2 separate regions of the Mus musculus genome follow, and region 2 is linked to region 1. The links are chromatin contacts, called in public promoter capture Hi-C maps. All regions are on one chromosome and are shown on one strand. Each heading gives the region's core, a stretch centred on a gene start, on an enhancer-like site or on the middle of the called end of the contact. The rest is flanking DNA. Distances are from core to core; before and after follow the strand shown. Region 1 holds the start of Mrps17 (mitochondrial ribosomal protein S17). Region 2 overlaps Adgrd1 (adhesion G protein-coupled receptor D1).

Region 1 (2,700 bases), core at 93-2,592:
CTGGTCGCTCTTACTTTAGCCGTTTTTATCATGGCTGTACCAATCACCTTCCCCACAACCCATTTGGCGTGGACGGATGAACGGACTATTGACATTATGTGTCTGTAAGCACCTAAAATAAAACAAGAAAATACCCTCAAAGCTTAACATTGTTAAGACACAGTCTTGCCCCCTTTCCCCTATCCATTAACAAACCAATGGCTTTGTTTCATTTTTTTGAAGTTTACCTTTCTCCACGGTAGCCCAGGCTTGCCTTAAATTGGGAGATGTTTCTACATTAGCCTCCCATGAGTTGGGCTAGAGCGATACCTAAGCAGCTAAGCACTGGTTGCTCTTCCAGAGGACCTGGGTGCAGTTTCCAGCACCCTTATGGTGGCTCAAAACCTCTGTAGCACCCGTTACAGGGGATCCTCTGAAATTATACACAGGCTGGTGCCACAATACCCCATTTAAACTAGCCTTCAGATGGTTAGAGCTTATCAAGTGAATTTTGTCAGGAGCAATGCCTGTGTCCAGTAGTCATTTTTTCTACTTTTCTGAAACAGCCAGGCCAGAGGTCCTTAAAGGTCTTATCTTTATAATAGTTACAAAGTAGAAAATGGATCTAACCCTCATATTCCCTATACAGAAAAGTTAGGAATAACATGGCCTGCTCACAAGTGTTTCGAGGAACTATTAGTGTGTAAGCACACAAGTAAACTGGTCACACTGGAGTCCCTCTATCCAAATGAGGAAGGATACAGTGGGAAAATAAGCAGTTAAGAGACCAGCTAACTTAATCATTCGGAAAAATTCCCCTGCTACTGATCACAGAAGCTCTACAGAGCAAAGCTCTTCTACCTACAGGTACCTACGAGCTCACTAGAAGACAAGTCACCTTATTTACTCTTTACCCACTATTATTTGTGCTGTAACCATTTAGAAACACCTTGTCACTTGGTAACCTTTCTTGGAACTGGTCCCGGGTTAGGGAGTATTACTAATAAACGGGGTTGTTTGAAGCGCTCAACTCTCGAGTCTGCGGTGTTGATTCCTTGTCGTTACCAGGGCACGATCTCGAGGCCACAGCACTTACTGCAGCTGTCTGTCTCAGTTACAGCCTGCTACTGTACACACAAGGGCTCACGGCAAGACCTCGGCCGGTGAGCCAGGTTCCTGTAGAGGAAAGACGAGACTATGACTCGGGGCCGCTCTGAGAATCAGTCGCTACCGAAACCACCAGGGAAACTGACACGGGACGCAGCACTGCTGACCCCCAGAACCCAGACCTGGTTGACACCCTCGCTCACCTCCGGAGTCCACCACAAGGCCGGCGGAGCATGGGCGCAGCGTGATGACGCTCACGGTGCGCTAGCCCCACCCCTCCCATTTCACAGGGCGCCAGTCCTGTCAGTCTTGGGCGGGGCTAAAGATAAGAACGCGCCCAATCTATTTGAACAAGCACCTCCCGGCGGAAGTCCTGGGGCTAATTGTATCCCGCTTATTCTTTTTTTATAGGCACTGCAATAGATGCGCAGGAGGGTCCTACCTTTTCCGATTCCATTTTGTTTCCTGCTCTTTTGATTTCCCAGGAATAGATTGGACATGTCTTCAAATCAAAGGGCCTTGTATTTGTCAGACAGAAACTCCTTTTCTTTTCTTTTCTTTTCTTTTCTTTTCTTTTCTTTTCTTTTCTTTTCCTTTCCTTTCCTTTCCTTTCCTTTCCTTTCCTTTCCTTTCCTTTCCTTTCCTTTCCTTTCCTTTCCTTTCCTTTCCTTTCTTTTCTTTTCTTTTCTTTTCTTCAGTCTCACACTACATCTGCCTTGCCTCCGCCTTTCCAGGGTTGGATTACAGGCTTGATCTACAATAATTTCTAATATCCTGTTGCACAGTGTAATATTTGCATACATCAAAGCAGCAGATACAGGTGGTTTGGAATATTTTTAAGGCAAAGATGTGATAAGTGTATGGATATGCCAACTACCCTGACATTACTGTATGTGTGCACTGCAATATCACAGTGTATCTCATAAAGATGTATAATATGTAGGTCAAAAAATTTCAAGTTAATATTAAAGGGGGACGTGGTGGCACAGAAATATGGTCAAATGGCCAAGGGCTTTTCTTTCATGCACCATGTCCTAGAAACAATCCCCAGTATTAAAATAACAACAATAAAACAACGCATCAATCTGTCCAACCCTTTTTTTTTTTTTAGCAAACATTTATGGAATATATATTCTAAGAATCTGTTAGGCATTGCAGGGAAAAGATGAATAAAAGGGAGACAAAAGTCTATTAGAGGCAAGTGAGAAACAACCAAACCAGTTATGAAGTAGGTAATAAAAGAGTGTAAATACAGAGAACATTTCTTTACACACACACACACACACAAGCACATACAAATGAAAAAAAAAGAAAAACTCAAGCCGTTCAGATAGCTCAGCAGGTGAAGATTCTTACCACCAAGCCTGATTGTCCAATTTCAATTCTCACAATCACATGGTGGAAGGAAGAACCTAGTCCCCAAAACTGTCCTTCAGTTTCCACTTTGTTCTGTGGCTTATGCACACACACACACACACACACACACACACACACACACACTATACTCACACACACACTGTGATGGTTTGTATATGCTTGGCCTAGAGAGTGGCACGATTAGCGGGTGTGGCCTTGTGTGAGTAGGTGTGTCACTGGGGGTGTGACCTTTAAGAC
Region 2 (3,036 bases), core at 476-2,975, 520 kb after region 1:
TCACCAAGATAAGTAACAGAATAAGGACTCAAACCAAAGGCTGTCCATGAAGGCCTTGAGGAGGCAGAGCCAGCTGAAGACTCAGGTGTTAGCCCTGGGGAGCAACACTGTTTGTCCCTCTTGAAGCCTTCAGTAGCCCCCACGGGATATGAACAGTTGGGGTCAACTCACTTGAAGGCACTGGGGTCCCCATGTATCTTGTAGCTATCAGTGCTGATGTGGGAGATGACCCTCGTCACAGCAACCAGGATAACAATGTTGACCTGCAAGCGGGGAAAGAGGGAGACAATAAGGAGCCAGACCTATCCACGGGACACTGGAACCTGCCCCACTGTCACGACTCCTTAGCCAGCAGGGAACACAGAGGGAACAAATTCAAGGCAGGTCTTCGGGCTTTGAGCAGGACAGATACCACATACACCTGCCTCTCTGTATGCTCCTGAGCAAAGGCAGACAAGGCAGGGGCTCAGTTTCCATCCCACCAGCATCCGAGCAAGAAGAACGAGTGTGACCTTCGGGGTCAGATAAACCAGCTCAAAGCTCATCTCATGCTTGCTCACTCCATTTGACCCTGGACATCTCTGTTGGTCCTGGGAATTCTCTGCTTCCTACTGGATGAGAAAGACGGGCTGCTGCAATCCAACCAGGCAAAGAGGAGATGCCCCGTTTGTCCAGTCCACATGTGGCAGCCGGCTCTCATCGCCCACATATGTGATGTTTGAAAGCCGTATTGGGTGTTCTCTCTGCCCAGCCCTGCCCCTGTCCCTGCCCCTGCTCCTGCTCTTGCCCCTGCCCCTGCTCCTGCCCCTGCTCCTGCCCTTGCTCCTGCCCCTGCCCCTGCCCCTGCTCCTGCCCCTGCTCCTGCTCCTGCCCCTGCCCCTGCCCCTGCCCCTGCTCCTGGGTAGAGACCTGCTGGTTGGCTCCCATCCTAAGTCAGCACTCCAGAGACAGACTCTCACCCAGCTCCTCTCTTACCTAGCAGCTCTCCTTGATCCTAAATATTAAAGGACAAGGTGGGACTAGCAGGGGGAACGACTCCTCCCTGAGTCTCTCTTTGTTGAGGGGATCCTTGGGGGGGTTGCGGGAGGGGGAGGAGAAGGTTGTGAGAGCTATGTGTGGCCAGAGCCTGTTCCCTTAAGTGTTAAAATCATCATGATACTCATGAAGCCAGCTACAGGCTCACAACCTTGGAACTTACAGTCTTTACCATCAGGCCTTACAGAGAGGCTGCTGGCCTCTCCAGCCTTGCAAGCAGCTGAACCAGGCAACCCTAGAGAGGCTGGCATTCAAGACCTCCAACCCTACAGCCCTTCGGTGTTAGTAGCCCAGGTGGATGAGTCGCGGACCATTCTGAGGACCCCACCCCCACCCCAGCATAGAATGCGTGATTTGAGGGGGTGGGGAACGTGAGATGCTATCCCTGCTCTGGTTCCAGCAGGTACTTTTCCACTCCAGCCCTTTCCCGCTGCCTCCTCCCAGCTCCCATCAGTCATTTCAGAGCCTTTTGTTAAAGGTTTTCAGATGAGACAATTCTGGGTCTGTGCTATGCTGTTCCCAGGGGGAAAAAAAAGAAAGAATAAAAAAAAAAAATCAAGGCGCTGAGGCACTGTGGGTACCTCGCCTGTCCTGTCTAGACTCTTGCTTATACTACCATCAGACATGAACAAAAGCTTAACCATCACCTTCCCTCTGTGCCTGTTGCCCTGGGTAACAACAGAGTCTCCCAAGGTCGGAGAAGATGGGAGAGGTTAATGCATAGCCAGCAAGCACAGTGTCACGCAGTGTCCAGTAATTCTGCTGCCCTCCAGCCTTCCTACAACAGTTGACAGTGGCCAGAAAACTGCATTTGATGGGAGCAAGGAGAGACTGTGGGGGCGATGGCTTTTAGACTTAGTTATATTCGTACTTGGACAAGCTATTCGGGGTGACTGATCCCAGGGGCGGGGGTGTCACCCCCAGACCACCACCATCATTGACACCTGAGAGCATCCTGCTATCTTCAGTCATGGTTACACCAGGCGGTGTGCCCCATATCCCACAGAGCACCCTCTGTGTCTTCAACGGAGAATGGAGAGCTAGCAGCTCCCAGCCACAAGGTCACAGACCCTTCCGGCCCACCTGCCACGTCTTTTCATTTGAATACCTTTGGTTTCCAGAGTGCTGGAGTTTTTAAACAACACAATTCTTCTTGCCTTTCCCCTGATTTGGAAGGTGGAGGGTGGGGTGGGCAGAGTGAGCCACTTTCCCACTGGCATGCTGCCAGCCTGGCCCTTTCACTTTGGGAATGCATAGCTCGGCTACCTCACACATCTGTAGAGCCTGCTGGCTGATGATTAGAAGCACACGGTTACGCACCGTCGGATTACAGATGTGGACCCTCGGGCTCTGTAGGTCACACCTATAACACAGCCCTGGTCATTCTGCCTGCCTATTGGGGTGAGCATACAGTTGGAGGTGCCCAGACTGTAGAAAAATCAGGGTGATCGAAAAGCTAGTACCAAGCTTGCTCTTCCCTTAGGGAGAGTTCACACTGGGGGCAGAGTAGTAGACACAGGCAAAGATTGTTCATATATTCTGATTTTTTTGCATATATTCCTAAGATTTCTTCTCAACCATGTTGACAAATTTAAAAATCAAATTGCCTAACTACTTTTTAATTTAGAGCAATTAAAAATTAAACAGAAAATTACCTGAAACTCGTTTTTTATTTTTTATTTTTCATTGAACATGTCAACAGCATCCCTGGGGGGGTCACCAAACTAGGTTCTACTGACTCAGGGACAGTGATGGGCCTCGGAGAGAGCCAGTGGGATTCTGCCTTTGGGGGAGTGTCTGGGAACCTTATTTGAGGTCAGAGGTCACACTACCCAGCTCCACCTATAAGCTTACAAGTTACATCAGGATGGGCAGGTCACATGAGCTCAAGGTCACAGCACCTCCTCTGGACACTGTAGAAGGTGATGCCATCTCAGATCTCCGAGGATCAAAGTCCAGATACTTAGCTCCGTGTTTCCGTGCTTCCTAAACCAGGCTGCC

What was found. Promoter capture Hi-C pulls out the DNA fragments that hold promoters and counts their contacts.
Region 2: a promoter capture Hi-C map of embryonic stem cells shows a contact between it and region 1, with 3 times the contacts expected there. The contact joins the enhancer-like site here to the promoter of Mrps17 in region 1. A contact is called at or near these places in 15 of 39 promoter capture datasets (the 3T3-L1 cell line, the C10 cell line, the HPC-7 cell line and 8 more), 2 of 484 Hi-C or Micro-C datasets (both in uterus), 7 of 115 datasets of contacts at active chromatin or transcription factors (embryonic forebrain, embryonic stem cells and neural tube) and 2 of 9 other capture datasets (embryonic stem cells and liver).

The regions. Positions count from the first base shown.
Region 1 is chr5:129,714,139-129,716,838 of GRCm38.p6, reverse strand. Mrps17 (mitochondrial ribosomal protein S17) reads right to left here and starts at 1,342. Exons shown (of 4, transcript NM_001356959.1): 1 at 1,290-1,342; 2 at 1,076-1,155; 3 at 1-112. The coding sequence starts at 95.
Region 2 is chr5:129,195,845-129,198,880 of GRCm38.p6, reverse strand. It overlaps Adgrd1 (adhesion G protein-coupled receptor D1), which reads right to left. Exons shown (of 25, transcript NM_001347486.1): 21 at 172-263. Among named protein-coding and RNA genes, the nearest start is that of Gm46923, 81 kb to the right of the region's middle. Within about 2 kb of position 1,725, at least 9 of the 459 cell types and tissues checked have an H3K27ac peak or open chromatin away from gene starts, as enhancers often do. A contact at or near this core is called in embryonic stem cells, where this site is marked.